2 separate regions of the Lactuca sativa genome follow, and region 1 is linked to region 2. The links are chromatin contacts, called in public Hi-C maps. All regions are on one chromosome and are shown on one strand. Each heading gives the region's core, a stretch centred on a gene start, on an enhancer-like site or on the middle of the called end of the contact. The rest is flanking DNA. Distances are from core to core; before and after follow the strand shown. Region 1 holds the start of LOC111879545 (DNA polymerase zeta processivity subunit). Region 2 holds the start of LOC111879564 (probable leucine-rich repeat receptor-like protein kinase At2g33170).

Evidence for each region. A called contact is a pair of places that touch in the nucleus more often than the background predicts.
Region 1: a Hi-C map of leaf shows a contact between it and region 2, with 7 times the contacts expected there. The contact joins the promoter of LOC111879545 here to the promoter of LOC111879564 in region 2. A contact is called at or near these places in 2 of 4 Hi-C or Micro-C datasets (both in leaf).

Annotation. Positions count from the first base shown.
Region 1 is chr6:97,534,173-97,537,843 of Lsat_Salinas_v11, reverse strand. LOC111879545 (DNA polymerase zeta processivity subunit) reads right to left here and starts at 1,491. Exons shown (of 5, transcript XM_023876015.3): 1 at 1,075-1,491; 2 at 691-839; 3 at 519-599; 4 at 326-438; 5 at 1-251. The coding sequence starts at 724.
Region 2 is chr6:97,224,272-97,227,727 of Lsat_Salinas_v11, reverse strand. It overlaps LOC111879564 (probable leucine-rich repeat receptor-like protein kinase At2g33170), which reads left to right and starts at 1,657. Exons shown (of 3, transcript XM_023876034.3): 1 at 1,657-2,272; 2 at 2,583-3,456. The coding sequence starts at 2,630.

The sequences.
Region 1 (3,671 bases), core at 242-2,741, 310 kb before region 2:
TCAGCTTCAGGAAGAGAGCAAAAGTAACCTGTTATTTCCCACCTCCAATCAGATTTTTTACTTTGAGATAAAACAGCAGCATTCTTTGAAAAAGGTTCTGATAAAGACAGCTTCACCAAAAATAATCTCATCTCCATGTCCATCATTTCCCCATCATAACAAGACTGGTTCACATTAATCTTGAACATAAATCTCTCAACTGGAATTTTATCATCCTTGAAGAAAATAACAGCAATTCTCTCAACCAGCCCCTGAGACAAAAGTTACCTATATCAACACTTGATTCTCTTTCTCTCTAATTTTGATCTACATAATTAATTCTCACCTGTTGGATGTAAGGTTCAAGTGCATTGACAGAGTTGAGGATATAGCGATTAAGCTGAGGGTGTCGAGCCCTGTGAACCAATAGATTCATATATCTCCGCCTTTCAAAAGCACCTGGGTCATGTCATACATCAGTTTTCAAACTTCAGTTACTCAAAAAAATAAAAATCGAGGATCTTGAAAAGATTGCAGACCTGGTGGGTATATTCCTTTCAGGAAGATGATGGATGTAATAGCAACTTCAAGAAATTCAACTACTACACGTGAAGTCTCCCCTGGAATTTAGGTTTAAAAAAAAGCGAGGTGTTAGGGTTTATTTAATTAGCAGATGGTTATCCAGAAAGAGTTGAAATCCATGGGACTTACTACTTTCAGGAGATTCGTTTTCCTTGCAATCCATTTTCTCCTTCTCCCCTTCACAGTATGTAACAAATGGATTGCTGGGTTTATTTAATGGTTTGACGCATTGACGTTCTATTTTTCATTCAACTCTGTCGTTTTTTTTTTTTTTCTTTCTGTAATGCATTGAATTCAACAAAGTTCAATGAGCTTATATAAAAAAAAAATCATTTACTACAAAACTTAATTTATGACATTTATTTAAAGATTAAAATGTTTCATTTTTCTTGTTGAGGAGGTCAGTGGCCATTTGTTAAGAACAAAAATCTCGATATGATAATGAACAAGGAATAACTCAAATGAAATGGACAAATTTGATTCAAATAACGAAATGGAGTGACACTTACATACATATAAGAAGGAAGAAACAGCAAAACAGGATCAGAAGAAACAGAAACAGCAAAACAGCCAATCGATTTCTCAGCAAAAACTCTTACATAAGCCAGCAAAATTTCAGAAAGAAACAAGAAACAAGAAGGAGAAATCAGAAAATCTCGTATGAAATAGAGAAATTGGGAATAGAAAATCTCGTATGGAATGCAGAAATCAGGAGCAAGAAGGAACGAAGGACGAAATAAGTAGCTGTTGATTCGTCGGAAGTAGGCTGCTCGATTTCTCTATTTTCGTTGGAACTGGAAGTGGAGGCAGGAAGGGAACGGCGATAGCTGTGTTCGATTTCTCGATTTCTTTTTGTTTCCGGTCCACCAATTGGAAAGCCAAGACATGAAAACGTTGGACCGAGTCCCTCACTTTCTAATCCATATCAAACACGCCAAAAGGTTTTTCTTTTTGGACCCAATCCATATTTTAACCCAATTAGAACATTAAATACATGTATTTTAAAAAAATAAAAATAACCACAACAAGCAGGAACTTATGTGCCAACAAAGATATAGCTAGCAGGGACAAAAGTGTCAAAGCGTCCAATAATCATACAAATAGCTTCAATCAAGCTATGATTTGGATAATAGATAATGTCATGCCTTTCAAGCACAAAACTAACTAAATTTCAAACATAATTCGAAATAAAGTCTCAAAGCATCTATGTATTTACTAATCAATCTAGGCTTGTAAAATTCTAATTCAAACATAATTCAAAGTTCAAAATTAAAAGTCTAATATATTAATTGAGACAATTTCTTATCAATTCTAATTGAAACTCAACTTGCCTACTGTCCACTAAACAAATCTTTCAATCCAATTCGGATTCAAACCAATTTAAAACCCCTAAACATTCATGCCCAGATGGACACTTTGAATCCAAGACATGGGAGATTCATTAATACAATCGATGGTGTATCATTATCAACCAATCAAACAGAAACTGAGTTACATAGATGAGAGAACTAAGAAGTTGAGTTCTTTTATGTGCTTCTAAATTCTAAAAGAGTGTAACTGGATTCAAATAATGAAATAAAGCTCGAGTACATAAATTTTTAAAATAAATCATACAAAACAAGAACTAATCGCTAATATTCGATAAGTTACTCGAAAATTGGAAATACTCACACAACCCAAGACTGCGACATATATAACTTTGAAAACTTATTTGAAATTCTAAAACTGAAATTAACTCTGAGATTGTGGAAAAAACGCAAGGTTAAGGCGATTTTGAATACTCCAAAATACAAAGACAAAGGGAAAAGAGCCAAAGAGTAGAGGAGATAACGATTTGGAATAAAGAAAAGGTGAAAATGTAGCCGATTAGTAGTTGAGAGAGAGCTTAGATTAAATACAGAGACTAGAGTGGGGAAGATGGAGATGGAGACAGACAATACATGAAGATTGATCATCGCGCAAACCATGGGCAATTGCTTGATTTGTCTTTGTTTCTGTTCTACGCGGCCATATCCCTTTTTTTAGCTCCTTCAATTCTTCAGTTTTGGGCTTCAATGCCAGGCTACCTATAGTCTGGGTCGGGCCAGGCTAGACAAATCTAAACTTATAAAAGTTGGCCTAATGATATAACGCTAAATACTAAATAGAGGTCCACAAGGGCCGATTAAAACAGGTTTTCGGTTAAAAAATAGAATCGATGCTCCTCAGAGAGAGTTGTTTGGTCTGATAAACTATTTGCCCAATAGCTCATAAAGCTGAGAGGACAACTCATGCATCTTTGGTGGTGCGAGGTGATACAACACTTTGGTAGTCGGGGCCGCATCGGGGATCAGGTCGGTCTTGAACTCTATCTGCCTCACGGGAGGCACATCGGGTAAATCCTCCAGGAAAACTTCTAGAAATGCTCTAACAACTAGTACATTTGAAACCGAAGCTCTCCCCTCAAATTGAGTGTCAAACACATATGCGAGATAACTCGAACAACCATGGTGGATATACTGTCTAGCCCTGGAAGCCGAACAAAAAGCTTTCTCACAATCGATCACAACTCCAAACCTATTCAGCCAGTCCATCCCCACAATTGTGCATATATCCAACCATAGGGATAGGAATCATGTCAATTGGGTAAGGCGCCCCAAATATCTTTAGAGTACAACCACGAAACACGATTGGAGCATAAACCTCGTGTTCGTTGGCGATGGAAACTCGCAATGGGCACTCCAACTCCCCAATGCTCATATCGAAATCCCTACCGAAGGTTTGAGATACAAAGGATCGACTCGCACCTGAGTAAAAAAGCCCAAGTGTAGACAAGGAATTCAATAAGAAGGTATCTATCATGAATTTAAACATAAGCATACATAAATTAAATTTGACCAAATAGTAAATGAATACATACTAATAACGACAACACACGCCTCCCTGGCCTTTGGGGCCTCAGCCCTCCCCTGGCATTCGTCTGTGATCCGAAGGGTAGTCGGAGCTGGTTCCTACACATGTCTAGCAGCGAGCAATGAAAAACCGGCCTTCATATGGCCAACCTGATCACATTGACAGCAAATCATGGTACTAGGCGATGGAGCCTGCTGACGACACTCCCTTGCAATATG
Region 2 (3,456 bases), core at 408-2,907:
TTATGTTTTAGCAAATTATTTATTTTTGTTAAATTGTAGCAACATTTGTTGATGAAGAAATCTATGAAATAAAAAAAAAAAAAAAAACAGAACCCTGAAAATATATTTAAAAAAACAAAAAACCAAAACCGAAATAAAAAACCAATGGTTTGACATTTTCCAAAATAAAAAATCAAAATTTCCAATCTGATTTTGGTTTTACAAAAAAATGAACCATTCTCACTGATGTGAATTATGACCATTAGTTTGGCATGCGAAATTTGTGACATCCCATGAATATGTAGTTACAACATCGTCTGAACTCGTAATTCATAGTAAGGGGTTAGAGTATCATCGCATGAATACGTAGTTACAACATCGCTTGAACTCGTAATTCATCACCTACAGGTTATGGGCCTGCTGGTGTTTCCATTGAGTTGTCTAGAATAGTCCGTGGTCGCCATCTATACTCTGATAGATGACTACATCGCCACATTGTTGGTTAAGGTTATGGTATCTCCTTTCATCCTACATCACATATTCATCATCATCGATTTACCTAATTATCATCACCTTTCTATCATCTCCTATCTCTCATCATTTTATTTCATCACACACCAACTATTTCATCTACCCATGTTTCATCCGCAACATATTTGTAGATATAAAATAAATATACCGTTTAAATCTTTTAAGACATGTATAAAATCGTTCATCCAGCATAGACAACAAGTATTCAAATAATATGCACACATAGAACGTAATTTATATAAAATACTTCATATCTATGTGTAGGATGAAAATAACTATATATACCATAAAAATACCATAAATGCTTCCTAACTTCGAACCCCAAGGTTTACTCTACTAAAGCTTCATATTCTCGGCTCTCTGGACCTAGAAGGGTCCAGATCTATCACACCAAAAAGCTCAAGATAGCTCTTCCTTTCACTCTACACACTCAAGCTCGCTAGGGTTCTCACTTATGGGAAAGGTAGTCGCAATTGAAGGTCATAAGTGCCTTTAAATATGGCTCAAGCCCAAAGATTTAGGGTTTCTGCCAACAACACGGACTCATCGAGTCGCCTCACCGACTCGTCGAGGCCATTCATTAATCCGAGTCATCAGTCGCGACCTTACTCGACGAGTTGAGGCGTCAACTCGTCGAGTCTCTCTTCTTAACTCAAAAGAAAAATACTTAAATTATGATACCTGGAAATCCGGATGTTACATTTTGTTTTTTTATTTCATAGATTTCCTCATCAACAAATGTTGCTACAATTAAACAAAAATAAATAATTTGCTAAAACACAATACAATAGGAAGTTTGTTCACATTTAGTCGTTGAACTTTTTAGAGGGAAACGAACTTTTGATTTTGTTCATATTTAGTCACTAAACTTTTTTTCGTTGTCTATTTGCCACTAAACTATTGAAACTGTTCATATTTTACCCTTATGACCGGCAATAGCCGGTCATAAGGGTAAAATATGAACAGTTTCAATAGTTCAATGGCAAATAGATAACGAAAAAAAGTTTAGTGACTAAATGTGACAAAAGTCAAAAGTTTGTTACCCTTTCAAGTCATTATCCCATTTTTGTACTACGATTAGAGTTGTTATCATATTTTGTTAAAGAAGTACCAGAAGTTTATTATATAAACAAGGAGAGGCATCTTTATTTTTGAGGTGCAAATTATTAATGTACATCTGTTTGGTCGAAAAAGAATTTTGAGTGTTTCTTGCCCACCTCTGTGAAAAAGGAGGAACTTTTAAAGAGAAGTGATTCATTGCATGCTTGTCGGCCATTGTAGCTTCAATTCAAGAGTTCTTAACCCATAGTATTTATCTTGAAAACTTAGAAAGATTATTGAAAACCCAAAATTTCAGCTTCATAATTTCAACTGTCAACAGACGTGGCTGTGTGCTGTTTCGCTTCCTTACTAATCTTTGATTGCCCCCAAATCAATTAATATTTAATCCCTTTTCTCACTCTAATCAAAAAGGCTTTTGATTCATTGCATTTGATTCCATTTCTTTCCGCGTTCAAAAGCGCTTGTTCTTTTACCAAGAAGAAAAGCTTCATGGATCTTTCTCCTTTACTTCTGAAATGGACTTTTTAGATTGGAAGATCCCACCATTCTTGGGAAAAATAGAAGAGTGCAAACTCACACGCATCTACTTCAATCGATATACATGCCAAATCTTCTTTCTGGAATCATCACAAGGAATTACATGAAGTCCTTCAGATTCTTTGGGAAGACTTTGATTGCTCTGAGTTAAATAGCCCTAAAGGTACGCAGATCCTTCATATCCTTTTCATTTTTTGAATGTTTTGTTCCTGAAGTCAATTCGACTTTATTAGCCTCTTTTTGTTCTTTCTGAGCTGATTTTGAAATACCCATTTGGATTTATTTTATCTTTAAACTTTTTAGAATCATACTTGGACTATTCACATGATTGATCAATCGAAAATGACAAATTTATGCCCCTTTTCTGGGCTACTTAATTAAATCTTTAAATTTTCTTGATTTGTTTGATTCGTGTAAAAGGACAAAACTTTCCCCGATTTTCTTTGTTCTTATACATTTTAAACGCTGTGCAGACTGAAAATCATTGACTACAAATCTAATCACTTGGAAGGTACCCACAATGTCCATGGTTTTTGGGTTGTCGCTTTTAGTTGCTATTTCTGTTCTTTTACCTTGCAAGGGGTTAAATTCAGATGGGAAGTTCCTTCTAGCGTTGAAGAAAAATATCACTGATGAATTAGGGTACCTCAAGAACTGGAATGCAAAAGATGACACCGCTTGTGGATGGATTGGTGTGAATTGCACATATGATTACACTCCTGTGATTTGGTCTCTCGATTTGCATTCAATGAATCTTTCAGGAACAATAACCGCAAGTATCGGTGGTTTGAGTTCGTTAATTTATCTTGATCTTTCTAATAACAATTTCGTTGGCAAAATTCCTAAAGAAATTGGGAGTTTAACGAATTTAGAGATGCTGTTCTTGAATGGTAATCAGTTAGATGGAGTCATACCAAATGAGATAGGAAATCTAACTCATTTGAGTCATTTGAATATATGCAATAACCAGATTTCCGGTTCAATCCCAGAAACATTCGGTCAGCTTTCTTCTTTGGTCGAATTCGTGGCCTACACCAACAATCTTGAAGGGTCACTTCCGAATTCCATCGGAAACCTCAAGAACTTGACCACTTTTAGAGCCGGGCAGAATGAGATGACCGGAAGTATACCCATGGAGATCGGTGGTTGTGAAAGCTTACAGTATTTCGGTGTTGCTCAAAATAGTTTTGACGGAAATATCCCGAAGGAATTCGGGCAGTTAACAAAGCTGACCGATCTAATTCTCTGGAATAATCAGTTAACCGGAATAATCCCGAAGGAGCTCGGAAACTGTTCGTGGCTTGAGACGCTTGCTTTGTATCAAAATAATCTCGTTGGTGAAATCCC